Regions from separate parts of the Zea mays genome. Here region 2 is linked to region 1. Evidence: chromatin contacts called from public Hi-C data. All regions are on one chromosome and are shown on one strand. Each heading gives the region's core, a stretch centred on a gene start, on an enhancer-like site or on the middle of the called end of the contact. The rest is flanking DNA. Distances are from core to core; before and after follow the strand shown.

Region 1 (5,997 bases), core at 1,369-3,868:
CAAAAACGACACCCAGATCAGCCAAAAGTCAGCCTTCACCAGTGCCTCCATCATGGTGAAGTTCTCCCCCAGGTACGGTGCCGGCCTGCCCCCGCTCTCAGATGCGCATGGAGGCGATTCTTGCGAAGCGTTCCCCTCTCCCGTCAGTGGTTCAGACGACGACAGGAGGGCCTCCCGGATCGGACACTCGGCTTCCGGCGTCAGCGTCAAGGCCACAGGGACCGCAACCGGCGAGACAAGGAGGACGAGCAGAACCACGGTGAGAGAAACGACCACGCCGTCAGACAGCTGCAGGAAGTCTTGGACCAGCTTGACGCCGGCGAGGTACGAGGCGAGGAGCAGGCACACGGCGTAGACGAACACGAAGCTGACCCTGTCGGATGCACGCGCCTGCAGGTGGCCTCCGACCGGCCGGACGACGAGCATCACGGCAACGGCGACCAGCGACGGGCCGACGGCGATGATCAGGATGAGCGAGGCCTGGTCTGTCGCGCGCGTCACCGCGTAGACTTGCGTCAGGATGGCGCTTGTCAGGCCCAGGAACCCCTTCAGGATGCCCACCATCGGGCCCCTGCTCGCCGGGAAGTTCTGGACGCATGTCACCAGCGACGCCGTGTTGAAGTACGTGGCGCTGTTGTTCCCGACGAATATAAGGACGCACATCTGAGGGATAATAACGAAACAAACGAAGAATCAGTTCTATGTATCTTTGCCTTGCTCCGTTCGTTTGAGCATGCGGAAATGGTGAGATGATGAGCAGGGCTAAAAGATCTTACTATTTGATTTTGAATATTTTAAACCCTCGATTCCCTCCAACACTCTTGCTCCCAAATAAGTCTAAAGGTTCCCTGATTTTGTGTGGAATCATGGATCTTCGCGTACTATGGCTGAAGATTCATAAATAGATTGTCATTATAATTTTTATTTTCTATGTTTTGGTGAGTGTCTATACTGTGTGTCGGAGGTTTGTCCCTCCTTGGCGTTGTAGTCCATGTGACTACTGTTTTTTTGTAAGTGTTGGTCCTAGCCTCTCGTTTTGAGGTCAAAGCCGGACATTTACATTATCTAAAAAAACCCAAAAATCCATTTTTGCCAACAACTAAAAGATTCCGATTTTATCAAAGAACAACCAGAAAGAACCAGCGCAACACAAACACAAGCAGCAGAGGATGCAACCAGAAAAAGAGCCAACGCAACGCAACGCAAGCAAGCAGAGGACGTCGCTCACCATCCAGAGCGGCAGCGGCGGCGCCTGTCCGGTGACGATGAGCCAGAGCCATCCGTAGCCGAGGAGGTTCTGCGCCGCGCCCATGAGCAGCATCGCCCACGCCGGCAGCGCGGCGGAGAGCGTGCCAGCGACGACGCCGACGTAGCCGCCGACGTTCTTGGCGACGGCCAGCGCGGCCAGCTGCCGCTGGTTGTACCCGAGGCGGGCCTTGAGCACCGGCGAGATGGCGCCGAAGAGGTAGCCGATGCCGGCCATGGACTGCACCCACATTGCGGCCACCAGCACCAGCCATCGGTTCCTGGAGAAGGCCCGCAGCCTCGCCGCGAGCTTCCCCATGGAAACGACCACCCTGCGTTCGTCGTCACAAAAGATTCCTCCCTCTCTCTCTCGCTGTCTTTATGCTTGCTGGAGCTCGGGGTCGGGCGGCGAGACTTACCAGTACATCTGTAGTTTTGTACTGTACGCGTGAAGCACGCAATACACTTGGCTGGAGAAGCTGCATTATGAATGATATATTAAATAAATAAATAAATAATGCTGAATTATTCGAACAGTTGGAGGCTACTCCAGACTGCGATTTCGCAAATTAGAAACCTTTGTGTTTATATATGGCGATAGAGCGCGATTGATAGAAGACTCCTATCATGGCAGCAGAATTATGAAAGGCATGCAGCGAAGAGGATGTCAGTCACTCGCGACTATTCGGTTGATGATATCGTAGTGTACTACATCTAATTGTAGAGAAACTAATGACGCGCCACAAAAATATGGTGAAGAAAACTGAAGAGACGCGTTTTCTTAAAAAAAAATTGAAGATACACTTATGTTAAAGTTTAACAAAAAAAATTATGACGCGTAAGGGCATGTACAGTGGAGAGACACCAAAACGGTTCTCCAAGCACAGGAGATAACTAAGAGACTCTATTGTACAATGGAGTGTCTATAAACGTAGTCTATTAATAAATACAGAATTAAATGTATTTGTATAGCATCAGATCGATAGAACAGACAACAAATTCGTACAGTGGGAAGTGAGGCGTCTGTTGTTACTTGGTTTACGAGCCAGATGCGTCTCTTCACGGAGAGACGGCTCTAAGATTTTTTTGCAAATAACCCCCTAAAACACCTTAAGAGCCCCTACATTAAACACCACTGTACATGCCCTAAGATGGAGAGATTGCCGAAGGAAAATGCTATGTATCACGACTGTGGTCGGAAATCAAACAGCTAGCCAAACACATCGTGACATAAAAGTGATAGTATAGTGGTAATTTCCTGTTGGTCCTCTGGCGACATCGTCTTTTTGTTGTTATTATTGTGATGAGGCTGGGCGTACCAGTAGCCTGTGTCCGTTTACGAGGAGACGACGTGTCAACTCTCTGATCTCTCGCGAGTCGCGTCGTATGGATATGGGCATATGGCTAGCTTGTCTGGAGGGTGCTGATTTGGACGGGAACGGGATTAACGGTGCCGCACAAAGAGCTCAAATGCAGAAGGAAGAAAAAAAAATCTCTATACAGCCTACATCCAGCCAGCCAGCTGTAAATAAATAATCGTGCAGCTCTTCTTCTTTTTTTTTAATTCGTGACATGCTACCAAGGATCGGCTGTCTGGTGTATGGGATCTGCAGCGTCCGAAGCTGCGGTATTCACTACAGTAAACTAACAAACATCCGACAGCCTCCTTATCTCCGACGGCTCTGTACGAGGCCGTCGGAGATAAGGTTATGTCCGACGGCCACAACCGGCGCTCGGAAATAGTGGTTATCTCCGACGGCCTCGTACAGAGCCGTCGGAGGTAAGGCGTTTTAACGCGGATCCGACCCGCGCGCCGTTTCATTTTCACCAGCGCGCGTCCGTTTCTCTGTCGCCGCCGCGCGCCCACACAGCTCCGTCGCCGCCCCGCCCGCCGTCGACGGCCGCCGCCGGAGATAGGGCGCCCCGTGCTCCGGCCGCCGCCGCCCAGTGCTCCGGCCCGTGCTCCGGCCGCCGCCCCGTGCTCCGCCCCGTGCTCCGGCCGCCGGCCCCGTGCGCCCGTCGCCGGCCGGCTCCCCACGCCCGCTAAGTGAGTATACTTAATTAACAATATTGTTTATTAAAATTGTATGCTTGTATTAATGTATTTGATTAGAATTGTATGCTTATATTAATGTATTTGATTAGAATTGTATGCTTGTATTAATGTATTAGGATTCTGGGGCTGGTGGAGATTCTGCAGCTGGGTCTGGAACTTCTCGAGTTAAGAGAACGAGGAAGCTGTATTTTGTTGGACCACCTCCAGAGCTTCCACCCGAATCTCGGGTTTTGATAAAGCCTAGTGGAAAGTGAGTGACATATATTTGCTTAAATGTTATTGAAAGTTATGTTTTAATTTCTACATTGATTTCTGTTTGCAGGACTTGGATCGACGACTCGTTCACAGGCACAGGACACTACAGGCAGGTGAACATGGTTCTTGGTAATCTTGTTCGTCTGCACTGGCCTGGTCTTGTGACTTTTCCTACTGGCGAGTCTGTCCCCGCCACCACTTGGGAGCATTATCGCTATGGTGTCTGTAGAACGTTTGGCAACACACAGGCACTAGTTTGGGATGCATTCTGGGTATGACTTGTTTATACTATTTTAGTTATTCCATATATGTTTGCTTTTATGATAACACTATGGTTTTTGCAGAAACGGTACAAGTTGCCGGACGATGGATCATATGATATGAACGCTCGTTACGTGTTTGAGTATAACGCGAACGATGTCGTTGCAGATGCAATGTACTATGCACGAATTCAGGCTATAAAGGCATGGTACAGAGCAAATGCTGATGATCGACCGATGCCAAATACAAAGGACGAGTGGTCATCAATTTACTTGACGGAGGAGCAATACCTAGAGGTAAACAGGTTGTTGCCTCTCATATCGCACGAAGCCATGTATTTGCTTGCTTTATTTAAAAAATTTCATGTAGGTGTCGGTGCCGTGGATGGCCACCCGATCAGATGGTTATCGGGCATTGTGCAGATGGTGGGCTTCCCCTGAGTTTCGTGCCATTTCCGAAAGGAACAGGGGAAACCGTGGAACTGAGTCGTTCCACAACTACGGCGGTGATGGTCATGTGCGCTTGGCTAAGCGAATGGTAAGTCACAGTTTGTCGTAACTTTGAATTACATAGAAATGTGTCAATATAACTTTTATGTACAGGAAGTCAAATCCGGTCGTACGCCCACGGATGTGGAGGTGTATATGCAAGGGCATAGGGGTTCTGATCCTCAGAATCCTGATGTGTTATGCACTCAGACGGCCACCGACCGTCTAGTGAGTTTTTGATACTCTATTATGTTTTTGATATTGTTTGCAATGGCATAGGGGTTATGCACTTATATTTGATATTGTTTGCCTCCAGGCTTCGTATGGGCAGGAGATGGTTCAACGCCATGGGGAGGAGTACGATTGGAGGAGCCAGCCAATCGACCCTCAGGTAGCATATGCTAGCGCAGGAGGACAAGCCCATGGACGGTGAGATTATTTGATTTGGTTTTCAAAATTGTCATCATATGCTTGCGATTCAACAGAGCCATGAGTTACTATACTAAGTGCATGGTTCACTCTTGTAGGTTGGGTATTTTTGATTCTACGATTGATTCCAGAGAGCTGAGACGCCATGGACGACAATCCACATCGTCGTCTTCACAGTCGTCCCGTTCACGATCAGCAGCCCATGAGATAGAGCTTGCGGTGTTGCGTCAACAGGCAGAGTACCATCAATCAGTCTTGAGGGAACAATTGGAGTACCAGAGGCAACAATCTGAATACCAGAGACAACAAGCCGAGTACCAGAAGAAGAGGGACGAGTATTATGCAAGCCTCTAGGCCCAAAATCAAGCTCTTCTCTCGGTAAGTTGAAGTAACATTTTGTAGCTTATTTTGCAAAACACTTGATGTGTATCTTGTTTGCTCAACAATGACTTGTATATAATTTGTAGCAACTAGCCCAACAAGCGGGCGTCCCGATGCCGACATATGGGATGCCGACTCCGGACTTTGCACTGCCAATGCCAATGTTGGCGCCTCCACCACCGCCTCCGCCTCCGTCACAATTCCCTATGGTATGTACACATATGCGTGTGTGACATGTTCATAGATGTCTTATGTGTTTAAATGAACAACTGAGTGGTTACTATTTCATGTGCTTGTGTTATAGGGATTTCAGACACCACCCGCTTCAGTTGCCGCACCTGGAGATGGGTCTGGTCAAGACGACACAACACATTCGTGGGTGAACAATCTTTTCAGCACACATAGTCCAGCCGGAGGAGGTGACGATGGATAATGAGTGATAATGATGTAAAACACTTGTTGCAACCTTTCATGTGAAAGCCTATCCGTCGAATAATGTTCATTTTGGATTTTGGACAACTATGTTTATGTAAACACTTGTTGCAACCATTTGGAACTATGTCGTTATGTTAAATTTGTGAATGTGAATGCTTATGTGATTATATTTATGAATGTGTATACTTATGTGAGTATATTTGTGAATGTGAATGTGTATATGTGTATAAAATCTGTTTTGTATTTGCAAATGTCAGATTTTTTAAATTTCAGATTTTTGTGCAATTTCTGAAAAATGTTATGTCCGACGGCTTAGTGTAGGCCGTCGGACATAAGGTATATGTTATGTCCGACGGCTTAAAACCGTCGGACATAAGTTATATGTTATGCCCGACGGCTTTAAACCGTCGGACATAACAGCAGTGGGCCCAGGCGGCGGGTAAAACA
Region 2 (5,997 bases), core at 1,867-4,366, 110 kb after region 1:
ACTCAATAGGTCATGTGAGTCGTCCTGTCAGTATATATTTGGAGAGCCGGTGATCTTGTCAAACAACACACTGTGTTACATAAAAAAACATAACAAGGCAATGTTAATACTCCCTCCGTCCCAAAATAAAATTCGTTTTAGCCTTTTAGTAGATTCATACAATACTTGGTGTATATGTTATATATATGTGTGTCTACATTCATCATCGTCTGGTTGAATATAGACATAAAAATTAAGAGCTAAAATTAATACTATTTTGGGACGGAGGGAGTATTACATACCTCAGCAACCTCTCTGTATTGTACCAGCACAATGTGTTCATATGCACTGCAAAAGTAGAGAATGTGAATCGATAAAGTTGAATGTTGTAACCACTATTTTTGTTTCTCAAAGACAGATGTTCAGAAACAATTCAATTTATTCTTAAGTAACAAGTTACACAGTAATTCAGCACAATTGTGACTACAATTATCGCATACAACTTACATGGGTCATAAATCATAATTTCACAGATTTGAGCTAACTGAATGGCAAGATAATCTTACGGTTCCAACATCCAGAAACACCGTCTCTGGAAACATGGATTTTGCTCCCCATGAGCGTAATAGCAGCTCAAAGAATCAACATTTCCAACCTGCAGTCATGAGAAAATGTCAGATGTGAGACAGAGGACGCTGATCAGTTATCGACTTCTAAAATTTATAATCTGTAACAAACTAGTGAGATAAAGGTACCACTTTCATTTGAGTTTTATAAATTCCTATAAAATTCTTAATTCCTAAGAAAAAATCATATTAATCGACAGACAAAAAAAACTGCAGACTTGATTTGGTGACACCTGATCTCGCACTCGCACTACCACACTACAGACAGAAAACTAGAAAAAGGTCCCGTCAACAATCAGGCAACCATCAACCTACCAAGTGCCAGGGGTATTATATTCCAGCAAACGACCAAAAAAAGCTCCTAGAGCGCTTTTGCTCCAGCAGAGCGCCATAATATGCATTCATTTGTGACAACCTGTAGCAGCCATGAAACTCAAACTTGTGCCATTAAAGATGAAAGTCTGAGCGTCATGACTGTGCTGCAGGCTGTCACATAGGAGGTACATCATAATTTCATAAAGTAATTGCCAAAGGTTCTCCTAGCCACCCATGCTCACAATATAATAAAAAGTGTAGACCCAGTGCCGGAGGCTCCCGCGTGAGTGGGGTCTAGGGAATGTAGGGTCCGGGGAAGGGATAAATAGAGGTAAGCCTTTCCCCCGGAATTTGCGGAGGCGTTGACTTACCGAAAATGCTCTCAACATTGCACCAGGCCTGCCCTTCTATGCTCAGAATATAATATTTATATTTTTGGTCTTCACTATGAAAACACATTCATTGACTATTATGATAAGACAACATAGATGGAAACAGTTTTTTGGTATAGTCAAGCTTGCAATGCTGTTTGTAAAATCATAGGTATATGTAAAGGTCACTGGGACAGGCTATCATGGAAATTAAGATGGACATAATACATAGTTTGACCAAGTAAGTCGTTTTAACTTTGTCCCAAGTCGATAGTTTACATGTTGCACCGCGGAAAAGTCATGGTAGACAAGAAGGTGATTTGCCCAAAAAGCGAGTTTTGTAGTATTGAAACATAAATTCTTAACAACCACTGTTGAACTAGAAGACGCAGATAAAAATATGGAAACAACTGAAATGATTTGCTGCTATACTGAGCCTTCTAAAATAAACCTTCAGTCGTTCATGAGCCTCCCCAACTGTTCTTCCATCCTTCTTCCTCCGCCATGTGTGACCATCTCTCCGGAAATACCGATTGACACGACGATTGTAAAGGAATAGGGAACCACCTGTAGAACAATCAAATATGTTGTCAAAGAAAAGAACAATTATACAAGTAAGATAATTTCCTCTAATTAAGGGATATATGTGCTTTACTGGGTGGCTTCTTTGGTGCCTCATGGGTGATAGGGAACCTCTCGTGATTCTGCAAGATATAGTACACTTCAGAAGGCTTTAACCACCTACTCCTTGCTTCTTCACGAAGTACGTTGATGTCAAAACCTACAGCCAGACAGAGTACCAAAGGATAAGCCGATAAGGCGCGGCAGTATTTAATTTTCTATTAAACCCCATAGGACCACAATAAATTCTCAACATTAACATGAACCTCATCATGGGATATGATTAGTTAAAGAAATCATTCCCATCTCAATATAAAGGTATATTGTATAAAGTTATAAAAAGAAAAATTCCGATGTTTTCAAGCTCGTCTAGGGAATGTACTGATCTCAGCAGTGTCGAAACCCCAACATAAGCCATGAACCTTGCCAAGATTTGCACCTTTATACGGTAGGAAAGGGCATATTTATGCTTCCAAGAGCTTGTACGAACATCCCATCCGTTATTCCGCTACAGCTGTACCAAAAGCTCAACGACGAATTCGAGCCAGAGTGGAGCATGAGCTCAAAAAGAATCTAACAAACGCCCTGCCTATTCCATCAATCACTGAAGAAACACAAGCGCTCAAAAGAATCCGATGTTTTCTTTTCTCTATTCTCCCTATATCGGGTAGTGGGATCCACTTAGCAGCATCAGAAGCAATCAAGAGCCCCCGCCAAGAAACAAGAACCGCTGCTCTCATCGCCCTACCTAGGTCCACCCCCAGGAAGTACAATAAAGATGATGTCTTGGCCGCGGCAATCAAGAATCACCAAATAAACGACGAGAAATCACAAGAAAAACACTCACTCTGGCTCATGGTCACTTGCAGAGATCCAACAGCTTCTAAGCTCCCATGGAAAGAGGGGGGCGAGGAACCCCCGCACTATGGTTCCCCCAGTTGCCAACAAAAGCTCTGAAATTAGCCGCTAACAAACAAGAGTTAGGGAGGACGAGGAGAAGCTGCAGTACGCCACAAGAACTCCTCCTGTGCCCTTTACTGGCTCCCGCAGCGCAGATGAGGATACAGCAGGGCAGACAGGGCATACCCTAGGGTGAGAGGGGGAGAGAACATATTGGTGAGTAAATCGATCAGCTGCTTCTGCTGATTTAGAACATATTGGTGAGAGGGAGAGAGAAGATATTGGTGCCTGAGTCTGCTGCTTCTGCAATTCAAGACAGTGACTGGCCCTTGTGTACCCTGATTTAGGGCTTGTTTGGAACAAAGGGTAATAGAGGGGATTGAGGGAGCTATAATCCCTCACTATTTAAAATTAAGTAGTAGGGGATTCTAGCCCCCTCAATCCACTCCATTACCCTTGATCCCAAACAAGCCCTTAGAGTTTATTAGTCCACGTCCATCCACAGAATTTCATTAGCGAAAAGCGCAGCTGAACGGGTTTGTTGGCGAGGATAAACAACTGTAGTAAGATATTAGTGTGTAGGTGCACATGGGATTTTCATACTGCAACGAGCAACTTGTGCAATCCTGACTTATTAAACTGCTCTACCTTCTCATTTTGGTTTTTGTTTATAGCTTGACTTGACCTGGGAGTCGAGATGACGAGTGAAACCATTATTCATAGTATCACTGGTCACTCCTCCCCATCTGAATGCGAAAGCAAGTGCTTGTTCTTTTCGCAGAGGGTTAGGTAAAAATTGCCGTCTAGAAGTCAGTGACACCGACACCGAGTGTAGTTGTAGATGAATGCTTGAGCACCTTCCTGAGATCCAATGTATACACTAGCTATCCTAAAGCCACAGCCAGCCTTACTTATCTCAACTTATATTTTAAATTACACTTGTAGAGTATAATATATATAGTACAAAATAGTGTCTACCGTGGCCATATCTACAAAATATGATATGCTGGCTATAGCATAAGCAAGACTTCTCATCACCATATTAGAGGCATTCATTTACTCCATTCTTTCCCAAATAATAGTCGTTTTAGCTCTTAGTTTTTATGTCTGTATTCAAATTGATGATAATAAAGATAGACACATATACAAAACACATACATCAAGTATTGTATTAATCTATCAATTTTTTAAAAACAAATTTTATTTTGGGACGGATGGAGTGCTCCATATGTTCTAAAATAATAGTCGATTTAGTTTTTTATTTTTATATTTATATTTAAATAGATAAATATATATATATATAACACATACATTAAGTATTGTGTGAATTCAATAAATATCTAAAACGAATTTTATTTTGAAACAGACGGAGTATTATTTATGTGTGAGAAGGCCTCAAACTCTACTCGGCAGAAATAGGGCAAAGTTAACTACGTTTACAGTGCAAACCTGACGAATGAGCGCGAGTACATTTCTCAATACCACACGCTAACAAATGATTTTGCTGAACTACAAACTTGGCTTTTAGGATGACAGACAGCTGAAGAGAGAAGATGGCCTCGCTCTCAAAGCCGCGTGCTCGAGCATTACACGGAGGAGCAAGTGGTACCAAATTGATGGGACACGGTCCAAGGTGTCGGGGATGATTGGGGAATCTACCTGGTGATGTCTACAGTGCACCCCAGGGCTCTCAAAGCCGTTGGTTTTATTAATGGGCATGGTAGGTAGAGTTTTAAATTTTTTTCCAAACTATAAAAATGTGGTGCTTTAAAGCGTTTTTATATTAAAATAACAGATGAGAAATATTCTGTAGACATTTTGGTAAACTGGATAAACAGTATGCAGTTTTGTTGACCATGCAAGTGAGTTTTCTACTTCGTATGGGTTCGATACCTTCGGTGTTGATGTAATGGTGTCATGATTTTGGTCGGGCGATAGAAAATATAATGATACATACTCTACTTTATACTTTCTATCTCATTTGGTGACGATAAAAAATGGAGTTAATGCTCATTTCGTGTGTCTAGGTAGGATGCAGGGACTGATTTAGATCACAGGCCACCTAGGTCGGGGCCTAGGGCGTGGGCGCGTGGCTCATGTAGACATGTAGGATTTTGGTCGAGGTCCATTGTCCACGCATTGGCATGGACGTGTGGCTCACGTAGACATATAAGATTTTTGTCGAGGTCAATATCCACACATTTGTATCCTGTAGTCGGTGGGAGACACGCACGAGCGCTCGAGGCTGTGTAGGGCGTGGGCTTCGCATGGGGCGATGACCTACGTGGGCAGGTGGGGCTCAAGGTTAACCATTTTGTTTTTGAATGTAAATCCTGTAATAGAACCAAAACAAAATTTGGAGTGAAATTCGCTCGAGATGGAATTTTAAATTAAAAAAACAAAATTTGGTGTTTTATCAATGAAATTCGATAAAAACGTCGTTTCGAACCAAAAACATTTCTCATGTTAGGAAAAATCGAATTTTTTGGCAAGATTTTGATTTGCCGTGTAACATCCACACTTTACATAAAAATATTTTTCACATAAATGATTCACTGGATTCATAAATAACAAATATATGTAAGTAGAAAATGCAATCAAAATACAACATAAACCAAATCCTTCATACAAGTTTAAAGTCCATAGTCCATAATAAACATTGCTTTGACCGTGCAAAAATATTAATTTTTGCTCCATATATATATATATATATATATATATATATATATATATATATATATATATATATATATATATATATATATATATATATATATATACAATGTTGGAAAAGACATCACACATATATACATAATTGAACCTGAACTATCCATGCATTTTTCATAAAATAATATGTCCACATAAAATAGTATGAATATAGAAGTCTAAACTTCAAAAAAATTGGTGAGTAGGGATATATGTTTTATGAGAATTGCATGGACAATTTATGTTGATTTATGTATACATTACCGGACACAACTACTTTGACGAAGCGCAGAAAAACTCGGCACTCTTTGCCGAGTGTGACTCTCGGCAAAGAGGTCTCGGTGAACTGTGCATCGGCAATCTTTAGTGAGTACTTTTTGTCGGACACTCGGCAAAGAAAAGTCACTGTCACGACAACAAGTGATGGAGACGGAGACTTTGTCGAGTGTCCTCAAAGGCACTTGGCAAAGAGGGAGCCT

What was found. Hi-C and Micro-C count contacts between places; a contact is called where the count stands out from the background.
Region 2: a Hi-C map of leaf shows a contact between it and region 1, with 3 times the contacts expected there. The contact joins the promoter of LOC100193150 here to the enhancer-like site in region 1. A contact is called at or near these places in 5 of 25 Hi-C or Micro-C datasets (bundle sheath, ear, leaf and 1 more).

Annotation. Positions count from the first base shown.
Region 1 is chr2:72,538,958-72,544,954 of Zm-B73-REFERENCE-NAM-5.0, forward strand. It overlaps the pseudogene LOC103646573. Among protein-coding and RNA genes, the nearest start is that of LOC111590873, 40 kb to the right of the region's middle. Within about 2 kb of position 2,619, at least 9 of the 20 cell types and tissues checked have an H3K27ac peak or open chromatin away from gene starts, as enhancers often do. A contact at or near this core is called in leaf, where this site is marked.
Region 2 is chr2:72,645,113-72,651,109 of Zm-B73-REFERENCE-NAM-5.0, forward strand. LOC100193150 reads right to left here and starts at 3,117. Exons shown (of 13, transcript NM_001358650.1): 1 at 2,999-3,117; 2 at 2,760-2,865; 3 at 1,947-2,072; 4 at 1,743-1,858; 5 at 546-634; 6 at 282-327. The coding sequence starts at 2,769.